Regions from separate parts of the Hordeum vulgare genome. Here region 1 is linked to region 2. Evidence: chromatin contacts called from public Hi-C data. All regions are on one chromosome and are shown on one strand. Each heading gives the region's core, a stretch centred on a gene start, on an enhancer-like site or on the middle of the called end of the contact. The rest is flanking DNA. Distances are from core to core; before and after follow the strand shown. Region 1 has its middle 50 kb from the start of LOC123426224. Region 2 holds the start of LOC123426216 (GDSL esterase/lipase At1g09390-like).

Region 1 (6,683 bases), core at 805-3,304, 210 kb after region 2:
TCCTATAAGTGCCACAAACAACCCTAGAGTTTGTACTAAAATAGCACCATATGACCCACATCAACCAACTCTAATGTCACCTAGATACTCCAATGCCACCACAAGTATCCGTGAGTTGATTCTACGATATGCATCAAACAACTTCATAATCATAATATTCAATCTACACAAAGAACTACAAGGAGTCCCCAAAGTTTCTATCCGCGAAAAGATAATGAAAACGTGCATCAACCCCTATGCATAGATTACCCCAATGTCACCACGGGAATTCGCAAGTTGAGTGCCATAACGTACATTAAGTGAATCAATATGATACCCCATTGTCACCTCGAGTGTTCATTATGCAAGACATACATTATGTGTTCCTAAATCTGAATATTCAATCCGACAATAACAAAACTTCAAAGGGAAAAGATTCAATTCATCACAACAAGGATGAAGAGGGAAGAAACATCAAAGGTTCAATTCATCACAACAAGGATAGAGAGGGGAGAAACATCAAACATGTGTTCCTATGCATAGTTTGATGAAGAACCATGATGTAGTTAGATGAAGAATCATGATGTAGTTTCACCCACGAACGTTTTTCTAATTTTACAGTTTCATATATGGGGTCTGATCTTTGGCGGATGAAATGGCCCCGCAAAATTGCTACGCAACGACCTGTAAACGCATTTTACGGGTCGCTCTTTTATGGGGTGTGCTAGAGATGAGAATCTCCAGCAGACCGCGTATAATGGTCAAACCCGTAAAAATGACGGGTTTACAGTTTCGGTCGGAAAAACGGCACAGAGCAGACCCCGTAAAACTTGTTCGATCCGTAAACTTTTTAAGAGCCACGGTAAATCCATCCGCAAAAACCTTATATGTGCAGTTTTGAAGGAAGTGTACAGTTCAACCCGTAAACTGCTCAAACCTCGTCGGAGCAAACGCGCCGCCGTGGAACTGGCCAGAATCTATCTGGAACTCACCGAAATCCGTCGCCGCATGTCGAAAGAAGCCGCCGCACGCCGGAATTTATCGCCGCCGGTCCAATTTGCGACCAGCTCAACCTGCACTGTTGAGGCGAGGTCGTCCATCGGCAGGATGGAGCGGGCCACCGGCAGCCTGAATCAAGGCGGGACGGCACCGGAGAAGAGCGGGGCGGGGTGGGGGACCTCGCGCGGCCACGACGGGGAACGTACGCGCGGCGGCGGACAGTGTCGAGCTCAATCGGGGACGGACAGTGCTGAGCTCAATCGGGGGTGGGTGGCACAGACCTCCTCCACTGCATGTGTGGCCGGGAATGGGCAGCGCTAGGACGAGGCGGGCGGCGCGGGGCGAGCGGGGGTGGCAGGGCGAGGCACGCTGTGGCCGAAAAGTACTCGTCGGGAACGGGAGGAGAAAAGAAAAAAAAAATAGGCTCTAGCTGGATACAGTTTTATTTACGGGATGTATTTTGTCCGGAACAATTTCATACCATAAAAATGATTTATAGTGTCCCTTATATGCGTTTTTACGGATCAGTTTTTACAGGGTCTGATAGAGATGCTCTTAGCTTGTGCACTATGATTGGCATTGAAATAAATAAAAATTGAGGTTGGACTTAATGATTCTTTTTTTTCTTTCTCTGGAGGTTGAGTAATAGACCATAATGAAAAGGATCTAGGTGATAGGAGAATTATGATTCGGAGGCGACGGGAGTGCGATCATTTCAGTTGAAAGAGCTGACAGGGGAATTATGATGCAGAGGCGCCCATTGCTTTGCTTTGTACCAGCGCAATGCAGTGACCACCGCGGAGCGAGTGACATCGTCGGTTCAGCGAGAGGTGGAACGCACACAAAGGGCGCGCTTTAGTCGTTGTCGTCACTTGTCATTGACGTATGGAAGAACGCCGTTGTCTGGTGGATCGGCGGTGGTGGTCAAGAAGGCCAAGTGAGGTCGTTCGTGTTTGGTGGGATGTACTCCCTTTCCGAAGCTGCGGCGGCAACCGCGACGGCGCACCGACAGGTCGGTAGCGTGCAACCGCGGCAGAGGCCACAGAGTACGTACGTCCGGTGTGGAGGACGAGGGCGAGGGGAGACAATTGTCGATGAATGACCTTCAACGTACGCAACGTCCGTGCAGGTGCAGTGCAACGGAGCTAACCCGTGAGCCGTGATACACCATCTGAAGAGCAAAATTGGGAAGGAGCCATGTTTAACGATTTCCTGGAGTGCGGGAGTCTAGGATATAAAATGTGTGTCTCGTTTGTCGACGGCTTATCGGTGTGGTATGGGCTTCATCCTTTGATACGGCAACTCCGAGAAAAAAAAGGAAATGATTGCAGTGCTGATAAAGGAACAAGTATGTCACCAACCCTCAACAGAAGAGCTAGAATGTTGGCCTGGAGGCTTGCTTCGGTACAACCCCTTAATGTATAAGGACATTATGGTCATATGATAGCTAGCGCATGCCTGCGCCGCTTCGGGCCGTATACACGCGTCGCCCCGCATCACTAACGGCCGAACCGATGATTAAGCCGTTGGTCGAGCAGATGATTAGGTGACAGGAGAAATGAGCCCTCCCCCCTCCTCTCGCAGGACCGTCACCGCCGTTGGTTGCAATTTTCCTCTCAACGTCGCCCTTCATCTTGGTTTCGTCCGCTTCATCGAAGTTGTCGTCATCCGCATCATGCCGTCATCTGGCCTCCGTCCTCGTCGTCGCTGTCCTCAAACAGGCATGAGACACGTACCTCACGGCCTAGACCGGCGACATCGGCACCCGCCAAACCCTAGGTTTGTCTTCACCGAGTATGAGTCCTTGTACATAAAGTTGTCAGAATCGCGACTCAAGTCTTAGAATCTTACGACTTTACGATCCAAACCAGCCCCTCCAATTCTACGATTTTGCTAATCGAATCTAAGATTCTACGATCCTGATAGTTATGATTCTATGATTCACGATCCTACCAACGGAGCTCCGATCCGATTCAGAATCACGATTCTGACAACCTTGTAACATCTAGATTTATTTTGGACTGAGAAATAATTATATTTTATATTATACAATGTTCTTATTGAGTATTGAATTGAGGAACAAACAGGATTTACGGATGCGTTCTTCCACACGAGTAAGTGGTATGCTAGCGATACTGTCGGTTGTACACATTATGATAACGGTGATGAAGATGATTATAGGAGTGACAATGAATCTTGGTCGTCATACGATAATTTTCCTAAGGGGAACTTTCAAATGAAACATGATGGTGCTTGCAGTGAAAACGTAAGTTTGCGACGACTTGAGGGGGTTACGGGCACGGCGAGGCGCGCGGTGGGGTCGTCGGTGTGCTGGGTTGGTCGGGGTACGGCTCCTGGCTTGTAAATCAGTTAAAACAAAATGGACGGCGTCATATGTAACTATTGTGCATGAAATAAATCTCTTACGAGGCCGGTTGCCCACAGTGCACGCAAGCTCGACAGGTGATGGATTCAAGACCGCGACGAGACGGTAGGCTCACGGCGGGACAATGGGATGGCACGTCAATATACCAGGTTTTTGGAGGAAGGTGGGTGACGAGATGGCGGCAAGATTGTCGTGGGGCGGAATATGTGGGCGGCGAGATGAAGACCAGAAAGTGGTGGGGCGGAAGGCGGGCTGCGAGATTGCGATGGGGAGGCTAGTGAAGGCGGACGGCGAGATCGCGGTGGGGCGGCTAGCTAGGGTGGGTGGCGTGATCGCGGTGGGGCGGCTAGGGTGGGGGCAGATGGCAGGCGTCTAAGGCGAGCGACGTGATCGTGCGCATGCACGCGCGCAAATCGCGTGATATATTCCCTGGTCCAAGTCTATCGCGTTGTCCCCACACCTGAGTTAGTGCCACACGACGTGTCAGTTCACGCCGTTTGCCCCGTGCAGAATGAATTAGTCTCACCTTGCCCTGGCCATATGGTTTTGACCTCCTTAAATATGAAATTACTTCAATTATTATAAGCGTCGGTGTTCATTAAACTCTACTTCGGGGATATGGAGGACCATTATGAATCTTTATCTGTACCTAACAGATGAAGGCTCATGATGGTTCTGCATATTCTCGAAGTAGAGAATAGTGATGACTGATGTATTTTTTACACTGTAATATTTTTTTGTATTCCAAAACACTGGTCAAACGTGACGCAACGTCCATGCACGCACTCAAATTTCTTTGACACGCTGGCATCACCATCGCAAGCATATACCTAAGTTTTCAACCATTTTCTACATTGTATGCATTTTCTATGTTTTTCAGGGGAAAAAACCCTAAAACATGTTGGGGAACTACGCATGGGAAACAAAAAAAATTCTACGCTCACCAAGATCAATCTATGGAGATCAACATCTACGAGAGGAGGAATTCATCTAAATACCCTTGTAGATCGCTAAGCGGAAGCGTTGAGAAACGCGATTGATGTAGTCGAACATCCTCGCGATCCAATCAGGATCCGTCCCACGATCCAATCACGAATGTCCCAATCAAGTGCCGAATGGACAGCACCTCCGCGTTCAACACACGTACAGCTTGATGACGTCTTCACCACCTCGATCCAGCGAGCGTGGATGAAGTAGTAGCTAAGTTCTCCGGCAGCACGATGGCGTGGTGACGGTGGTGATGGTGCGATCTTGCCAGGGCTTCATTAAGTGATGTCGCGATCACGACGACCGAGAATTACTATGAGAGAGAGAGGTATGGCCCCGCCAAGCAATTGTCTGTTGGCTGCCTTCCTCTCCCTCTCTATTTATAGAAGTAACGGGTAGGTAGGGCTCAGCCTTGGTCCCTCCTCCAAGGGAGCTGGACACCCTAGGGAGGACTCCTCCTCCACCAAACCCTTGGGCGCATGGGCCCTATAGTGGTCGGTTGCCCAGCCCACCAGGGGTTGGTGCGCCACCCATGTGGCCCCGCGGGGTGGGTGGGACCCTCCCGGTGGACCCCCGGAACCGTTCCGGCACTCCTGATACAATATCGAAAACACCCCGAAATATTTCTCGAACTTGAATACCACTTTCCGGTATATAAATCTTTATCTCCAGACTATTCCGGAGCTCCTCGTGACGTTTGGAATCTCATCCTGGGCTCCGAATTTTTTTGGTCACCAACATATATAACTCAACAATACCAAAATCGTCACCGGACGTTAAGTGTGCAGACCCTGCGGGTTCGAGAACTATGCATACATGACCGAGACACCTCTACAGTCAATAACCAATAGTGGATCCTAGATTCCCATATTGGTTCCCACATATTCTACGAATATCTATATCTGTCGAACCAACGATGTCAAGTATTCAGCTAATCGTGTATGCAGTTCCCTTTGTCCATCGGTATATTACTTGCCTAAGACTCGATCGTCGGTATCTCCATACCTTGTTCAATCTCATTATCGGCAAGTCTCTTTACTTGGTCCATAATACAAGGTATTGCTTGCAAGATTGTTGTGATGTTGTATTACCGAGTGGCCCCCGAGATACCTCTTCGTCATACAGAGTGACAAATGCCAGTCTTGATCCATGCCAACTCCATAGACACCCTCGGAGATACCTGTAGAGCATCTTTATAGTCACCCAGTTACGTTGCAACGTTTGATACACACAAGGCATTACTCCGGTGTTAGTGAGTTGCGTGATCTCATGCTCATAGGAACAGATACATTGACATGCATAAAGTAATAGTAGTAAACTGGATACAATCAAACGCTATGCATAACTACTTTATTATTTCCTCTAGGGCATATTTCCAACAGTCTCCCACTTGCACTAGAGTCAATAATCTAGTATTACATGGTAATGGATCTAACACCCATAGAGTTCTTGTGTTGATCATGTTTTGCTCGTGGAAGAGGTTTAGTCAAAGGAACTGCAACATTCAGATCCGTATGTACTTTGCAAATGTTTATGTCCTCCTCCTTGATATAATCACAGATGGCATTGAAGTGGTGCTTTATGTGTCTTGTCCTTTTGTGAAACCTTGGTTCCTTGGCTAGAGCAATGGCACCAGTGTTGCCACAAAATAGGTTTGTTGGATCCAGTGCACTAGGCACAACTCGAAGATCGGTCACGAATTGCTTCATCGAGACACCTTCCTTTGTTGCTTTCGAAGCAGCTATGTACTCCACTTCACATGTATAATCAGCTACCACGCTTTGCTTGGAACTGCACTAGCTTACCGCTCCACCATTTAGAATTAATACGTATCCGGTTTGGGTCTTAGAGTCATACGAATCTGTATCAAAGCTAGCATCGATGTAACCCATTACGATGAGCTCTTGATGACCTCCATAAACGAGAAACATCTCCCTAGTCCTTTTTAGGTACTTAAGGATATTCTTGACCATTGTCCAGTGTTCCACTCTTGGATCACTTTTAAACCTTCCGACCATACTTATGGCAAGCCTGACATATGGTCTTGTGCACAGCATCGCATACATAATAGAGCCTATGACTGAAGCATGGGGAATGACACTCATCTTCTCTCTATCCTCTGTAGTCGCTGGGCATTGAGTCATACTCAACTTCACACCATGTAGGACAGGCAAGAACCCCTTCTTGGACTGATCCATTTTGAACTTCTTCAAAACCTTATCAAGGTATGTGCTTTGTGAAAGTCCAATTAAGCATCCTGATCTATCCCTATAGATATTTATGCCTAATATGTATGCATATTCTCCAAGGTCTTTCATTGAAAAACTCTTGT
Region 2 (6,555 bases), core at 150-2,649:
ACGAGGATGCTTCAAAACCTGGCATGAGATCCCGTATTTTCCCACACAAAGCGGCTCGCTTTTATTTCGTTCCGGCCAGACGTCGGTCAGTGCGCATCATATATCATATGTGGCCACGAAGCTTCAAGCGAAAAGAGCGAACGGACAGGCGTGCGGAGTTTGGCGTCGACTGCCGTCACGCGTTGGCCGGCGATCAATTCGGGGCTGGATCTACCTCCCCGCGATGGCCATGGCCCATGACACCGGCCTTTTCATGGAAACGGGACAAGAGCGTCCGGCGGAGAGACGCGTCTTCTCGCCGTGGTTTTGGCGTCAAGTCGATTGTGTCAAAAACCATCGGAATCCGCCAGACCGAGTTGATTCGGTGACCCTTTGGGTCGAAGAAATTCGGTGGCGTGCTAGCTGGATCGATGCAGGTCACGGTTTGGCCGGCTAAACTTTGGCACGGACTGTTGTGCTGTACTACTACTCCGACAGTATGTACACAACATTGGATTGGGTTCATGTTTCTCCTTTTCAGCTTATTACCATCGCAGCTCCAACAGCTCTCAGCAAAACATTAAACAAAGGGAACAGATGGAGAAATGCGCTCTCCACCTCCCCGCAATCGATTCCCAACGCAGCTACTCCGACAAGGGCTAAATTACGCACTCCGACAAGACATTCGATGGAGTAACGACACTTGATTACTCTAATTGATTCCTACTGCTTCACTCTGGTTAATATAATTAACTAATGGCGGAAGGAGAGGGAGGGGGAGGGGAACGGGGAGGCACTCACAGATGAAGTCGAGGACGACGCGGCCGTCGGAGAGCCTGCCGGTGGGGTGGTGGAAGAAGGCGCGCCCCTCCGGCGGCGCGATGCGGATCCCCATTATCGCCGCCACCCCACCCGTGTCCGAGTTGGAGTCGCCGAAGTTGAACACCACCACCTCCTTCGGCTTCGTCGCCACCTTCGCCGCCGCCTTCGTGGGCGCCTGCGCCATCCCCTTGCTCTTCCGGTGCTCGCCGGCCCCGGCGGGCGCCGCCGCGGTGGCGAGGGCGGAGGTGGTCGAGAGGGCCGCGCCGCTGCCGGCGGCCGGCATGTAGCGGACCGTGGCGAACAGGACGGCCCCGGCCACCGCCCCCAGCACGCAGTAGTACTGCAGCCGCAGCAGGCTCATGTTCTTCATCAGCCCGCCGCCGCTGCCGCCTCCTCCTCCATTGCCTCCCCCGTTCGGCCCGCTCGCCATGGCTGGCCTTCCCGAGCTAGCTAACCAGTAACCACTGCCGCTGTCGGTCTTCTCCCTCCGCGCTCTCTGATCCGCGACTCTTGTCTGTCTGTCTCTCAGTCCGTGTCTCTGTGTTGTTTATATACACTGTTATTTAGCTCCCGAATGCACAATGCTTCAAACGAAGAGAAAGCTGGGCATAAAGAAACCACGTTGCACAAAACATGTGGAGGGTTGGTGTGTGACCCTGTTTACCTTTTGTTTTGGGCACCGCTCTTACGCTTCGGCCAGTCGGTCAGCAGCCGTTTGATCTGAGTTCTAATAGCCGTTCGATCAGCATCAGCGCACTGTCCTGCGCGCCTCCGACCTCCTGCCGCACGAGTATCCCATCCTCTCCCTTGTCATCATCGCTCGTCGCATCACCCTCATGCCCTCTCCCCCCGTCGCTCGTCGCTCGTCGCCGTTGACGCTCGTGCGTGCACATGCTTGTCCCTCCGGAACTCCGGTTGAAGCTTTTTTCATTGTGGTTGAAACTTTTTCCATGTCGCTTGAAGCTTTTTCACAACGGTTGAAGCTATTTTCGTTGCTGGTTGTAGCAAAAACGACATGCTTTTTTTCGTCGGTCTGTGGTTGAAGTTTTTCAAATATATGATTGAATCTTTTGTGTCAACGGTTGCAGCTTTTTGTGTTTCTGTGTCGAGGATTGAAGCTTTTTATATCGCCGGTTGAAGCTTTTTTCTAGCCGATTGAAGCTTTTTTTCATCACCGGTTGCAGCTTCCGCGGTTGCGTGGTGGGTGGACCTCGATTCCCGTCGTCTCTGGTTGAAACTTTCGACTCGTCGCCGGTTGCAACATCGTCGTCTCTGCCATAGCTTTTCGTCTCCAACACTGGTGGCATCCGATGCGGCGGAGCGGGGATTTGTTGAGAAGGTGGCGCGGGAGGCGCCGTCCTGTTCGCCGGAGGAGAAACATGAAAAGGGATAGCCCCCATGCCGACGGGAAGGAAAGGCCAGTGACTCCATGACAGCCGGCGGACGGAATCCGACAGGGAAGGCACGCCGGCTTGAAGGAACACCGTGGATCTGCCCAGAGGCGTGCGATGGGAAAGGATCCCGCGGCCCGCGTGCGTCCGACCTAATGGTTCGGCCGGCACGCCGGGTAGAAACGTTTCCCTTTTGTTTTTGTGACTTCCAATTTAGATCAGCTGGGAGAAGTGCAAGCTGAGAAAACCCGCAAAACTATCTGCCTTTGAGCCGCTATTATTAGTTTTAGACATGGGGTTAATATTGTTATACTTTCGTGTCAAAAGTATTCTATTAACATGATATTATCACTAGAGATAAATATGTTTTTGATCCCTCAAGTTTACAAGAAGTAGACATTTGGTTCCTCAAAACAAATTTGAGATACAGATAGGGTCATTGTCGTCGCCATCGTCCCTCCACACCGGTCGTTGGCGGGTGGAGGAGTGGGAGCCCGACGACGGTGGCCACGTAAAGGCTCGAACCATGACAGGGTGAGGTGTACTGCTTACTTTCGTAGGAGTTATTGGGATTCCCTAAAGAGAAAGAATAAAGTATATGAAAGTGCGTTATATCGACTAGAGGGGGGGGGGTGAATAGGAGATTTTTATAATTTCATCATTGAGGAAATTCCTCACTGATGACTAACTTGCAGCGGAAACAGCAAAGGATCAGGAGTGCAAAGTATCACTACAACAGTTTTTCAAGGTAAAGAATATGAATATCAGTTTGCACAGTATGCAGGCACAGAGACAGCGGGTGAAGAATTTTGGGTTGAGGAATTTCAGAGAAAGTCTTCAACAAATTCTTCAAACAGTGGCAATGAAAGTCTTCAACATACAATGTGAGGAATTGAAAGAGTTGAAGAAATAGAACCCGTTTCACAGTGAAGACAGTGGTTGATGACCTAGTTCCAACTGCTGTGACAGTTGTACATCTGGTTTCGAGCGGCTTGGTATTGAAATCAAAATACACACAGTCCCTACCGTATTCTCCTTGAGCTAAGAACACACAGTCCTTGCCCAACACTCGTGGTAAGTCTTCAGGGCAGACTTCCAAACCCTCACAAACTTGATCACCTGGTGATCCACAATTGACTGCTGGATTGATCTAGACCATGACGCCTAACCTTCTGGAGGATGCACAGTCCTCAAAGGTAAAATGCTTCAGTCCCACACAAGAACAACTTCTTCAGTGATGCTCAATCACTTGGTTTTCGGTTTGTGGTTTGGTGTTTGGGGTATTTCCTCACTGATGAATTACTCTCGAAGACTTTGAGGAATTTGGGTTGCTCTTATGACAAGTGTCAGTTTCCAACGGAGCAGCCAACCACCTAATGGTTGTGGGGGCGGCTATTTATAGCCTGGGAGCATCCCGACATGATTTGACATTAATGCCCTTAAATAATATGACCGTTGGTGTGGATAAGATCACTCATGTGGCGCGACTTGCGGTAACGGTCGGGACCCTCAACTGTGAGAGTCCTCATGTCTCTCATATTCCTCACTTGAGGCTAGATACATCTCCATCGCATCTACTTTTCCAAACTCTTTTGCCCTTGTTTTGGACTCTAATTTGCATGATTTGAATGGAACTAACCCGGACTGACGTTGTTTTTAGCACAATTACCATGGTGTTGTTTTTGTGCAGAAATGAAAGTTCTCGGAACGTCCTGAAAATTTACGAAGAATATTTTTGGAAAATATGAAAAATACCTGCGCAAAGATCCACCGGAGGGGACGGGCCAGTGGGCCACAAGCCCTGTGGCCGCGACCTCCCCCCTGGCCGTGGCCACCAGGGCTGTGGGGCCCACGTGGATCTGCCGCCCCCAATTCCAGCGCTATTTATTCCTTTTCGTCCCGAAAAAAAATCAAGAGAGCAGATTTCATCACGTTTCACGATCCAGAGGCGCCGCCACATCCCGTTCTTGCCCTGGAGGGCAGATTTGGAGTCCGTTTTGGGCTCCGGATCAAGGAGATCGTCGCCATCGTCATCATCAACCTTCTTCCCTCTCAAATTACATGAAGCTCTTCATCATTCGTGAGTAATCTATTCGTAGGCTCGCTGGGCGGTGATGAGTAGGATGAGATCTATCATGTAATCGAGTTAGTTTTAACGGGGATTGATCCCTAGTATCCACTATGTTCTGAGACTGATGTTGCTACTACTTTGCCATGCTTAATGCTTGTCACTAGGGCCCGAGTGCCATGATTTTAGATCTGAAATTATTATGTTGTCACCAATATATGTGTGTTTTAGTTCCGATCTTGCAAGTTGTAGTTACCTACTATGTGTTATGATCCGGCAACCCCGGAGTGACAATAGCCGGAACCACTCCCAGTGATGACCATAGTTTGAGGAGTTCATGTGTTCACCAAGTGCTAATGCGTTGGTCCGGTTCTTTATTAAAAGGAGAACCTTAATATCCCGTAGTATCCATTTGGACCCCGCTGCCATGGGAGGGATGGACAATAGATGCCATGCAAGTTCTTTTCCCTAAGCACGTATGACTACACACGGAATGCATGCCTACATCACATTGACGAACGGGAGCTAGCCACATATCTCTCCGTGTTATAACTGTTGCATGATGAATGTCATCCAACAAATCACCAATCCATTGCCTACGAGTTTGTCCCACTGCTATTGTTACTTGCTGCTACTGTTAATTGCTCTGCTGCTACTGTTGTTACTACTGTTGCTGCTACTGTTACTTGATGCTACTGTCACTTGCTTTGTCCTGCTGCTGCTGCCACTACTATTGCTACTACTGTTACTTGCTACTATTGCTACTTGCTACTGCTGTCACTATTGCTGTTCCTTGCCACTGCTGTTACTCGTTACACTGCTGCTACCTGCTATAATACTTTTCTAGTGCCATTGATACTTCAGTTAGGGATAATCTGCCGTCAACAGATTCTTTCCTAGCACCGTTGCTATCATACTACTTTGTTGCTTATATCCTGCTTGGAGATACTAATCTTTCATGTGTGGTTGAGCTGACAACTCAACTGCTAATACTGGAGAATATCCTTTCACTCCCATCGTGTCGAACCAACAAATTTGGATTGAATACTCTACCCTCAAAAACTGCCGCGGTCCCACACGCTGGTGGGCCATTGCAAGACAATTGCTAATTGTTGAGCAACTGGAAGCAGTTCTTTTCTGGTGCCATTGCCAGGGGACTGCTAGCAGCTCTTTTCTGGCGCCGTTGCCGGGGAGAATAGCTACATTCTCTGAGTCACTTGGGATTTATATCTGCTGATCACTATGAAGAATTTGAAAGATCCAAGAACCAAAGTCTTGCCCTCAACTACGAGGGGAGGTAAGGAACTGCCATCTAGCTCTGCACTTGATTCACCTTCAGTTATGAGTAAGTTTGCGACACCACCTCCTGCTAGAAATCTTGATATGTCGCCTGTGCTTGATGATGCTTATGATGCTACTTCTAGAGATACTATGCATGATACTGCTAGAGATACTATGCCTGATACTGCTATCCATGATGTTATGCTTGATACTGCCTTGCCTGATGATGCTAGAGATGCTATTTTGCCTGATGATGCTATGCTTGATACTACTAGAGATACTACTTTGCGTGATATGCCACTAGGGGTATTCCTTGATGCTCATATTGCTAGAGTTACTGCCAATGCTCGTGATGCTTCTAAAATTGCCGATACTATTGAGATAGAACCTGCTTTTGCTCATGCTAGATCTAGCTCTCCTAGATATGAATTGCCTGATATACCTGAGGGTTACGTTATGGAGGGAGAGATAGCTTAGGATTTTCTTGCGTGTAAGGATGCCTATGACGCTGAGAAATTACTTCTCAAGTGGAAGGAAAAATCTCTGAAAGCTAGGATGAAATACGACCCGAAGTTTGCCACCTCACCTATCTTTATCACCGATGAGGATTATGAATTCTCTGTCAACCCTGAGATAATCTCTCTAGTCGAATCTGATCCTTTCCACGGTTATGAGTCTGAGACGGTCGTAGCCCATCTTACCAAACTAATGGATATAGCCATCCTTTTCCCTAGTGAGGAGAAGATCCGCTACTACTATATCCTTAAGCTGTTTCCTTTCTCTCTAAAGGATGACGCTAAAGCCTGGTTCACTTCTCTTGCTCCTGGATGTGTGAGTAGTCCCCAGGATATGGTCTAATACTTCTGTGAGAAATATTTCCCTGCCCATAAGAAGCAGGCTGCCTTGCAGGAAATATACAACTTTGCTCAACTCAAAGAAGAGAGTCTCCCACAAACTTGGGGGAGGCTCATCCAGCTACACAGTGCTTTGCTTGATCACCCTCTTAAGAAGAAC

What was found. A called contact is a pair of places that touch in the nucleus more often than the background predicts.
Region 1: a contact with region 2 is called in a Hi-C map of seedling, with 3 times the contacts expected there. The contact joins the enhancer-like site here to the promoter of LOC123426216 in region 2. A contact is called at or near these places in 3 of 6 Hi-C or Micro-C datasets (leaf and seedling) and 1 of 1 datasets of contacts at active chromatin or transcription factors (embryo).

What each region holds. Positions count from the first base shown.
Region 1 is chr1H:99,638,482-99,645,164 of MorexV3_pseudomolecules_assembly, forward strand. No RefSeq gene overlaps it. Among protein-coding and RNA genes, the nearest start is that of LOC123426224, 50 kb to the right of the region's middle. Within about 2 kb of position 2,055, at least 2 of the 3 cell types and tissues checked have open chromatin away from gene starts, as enhancers often do. A contact at or near this core is called in leaf and seedling, where this site is marked.
Region 2 is chr1H:99,433,667-99,440,221 of MorexV3_pseudomolecules_assembly, forward strand. It overlaps LOC123426216 (GDSL esterase/lipase At1g09390-like), which reads right to left and starts at 1,400. Exons shown (of 5, transcript XM_045110007.1): 1 at 781-1,400. The coding sequence starts at 1,231.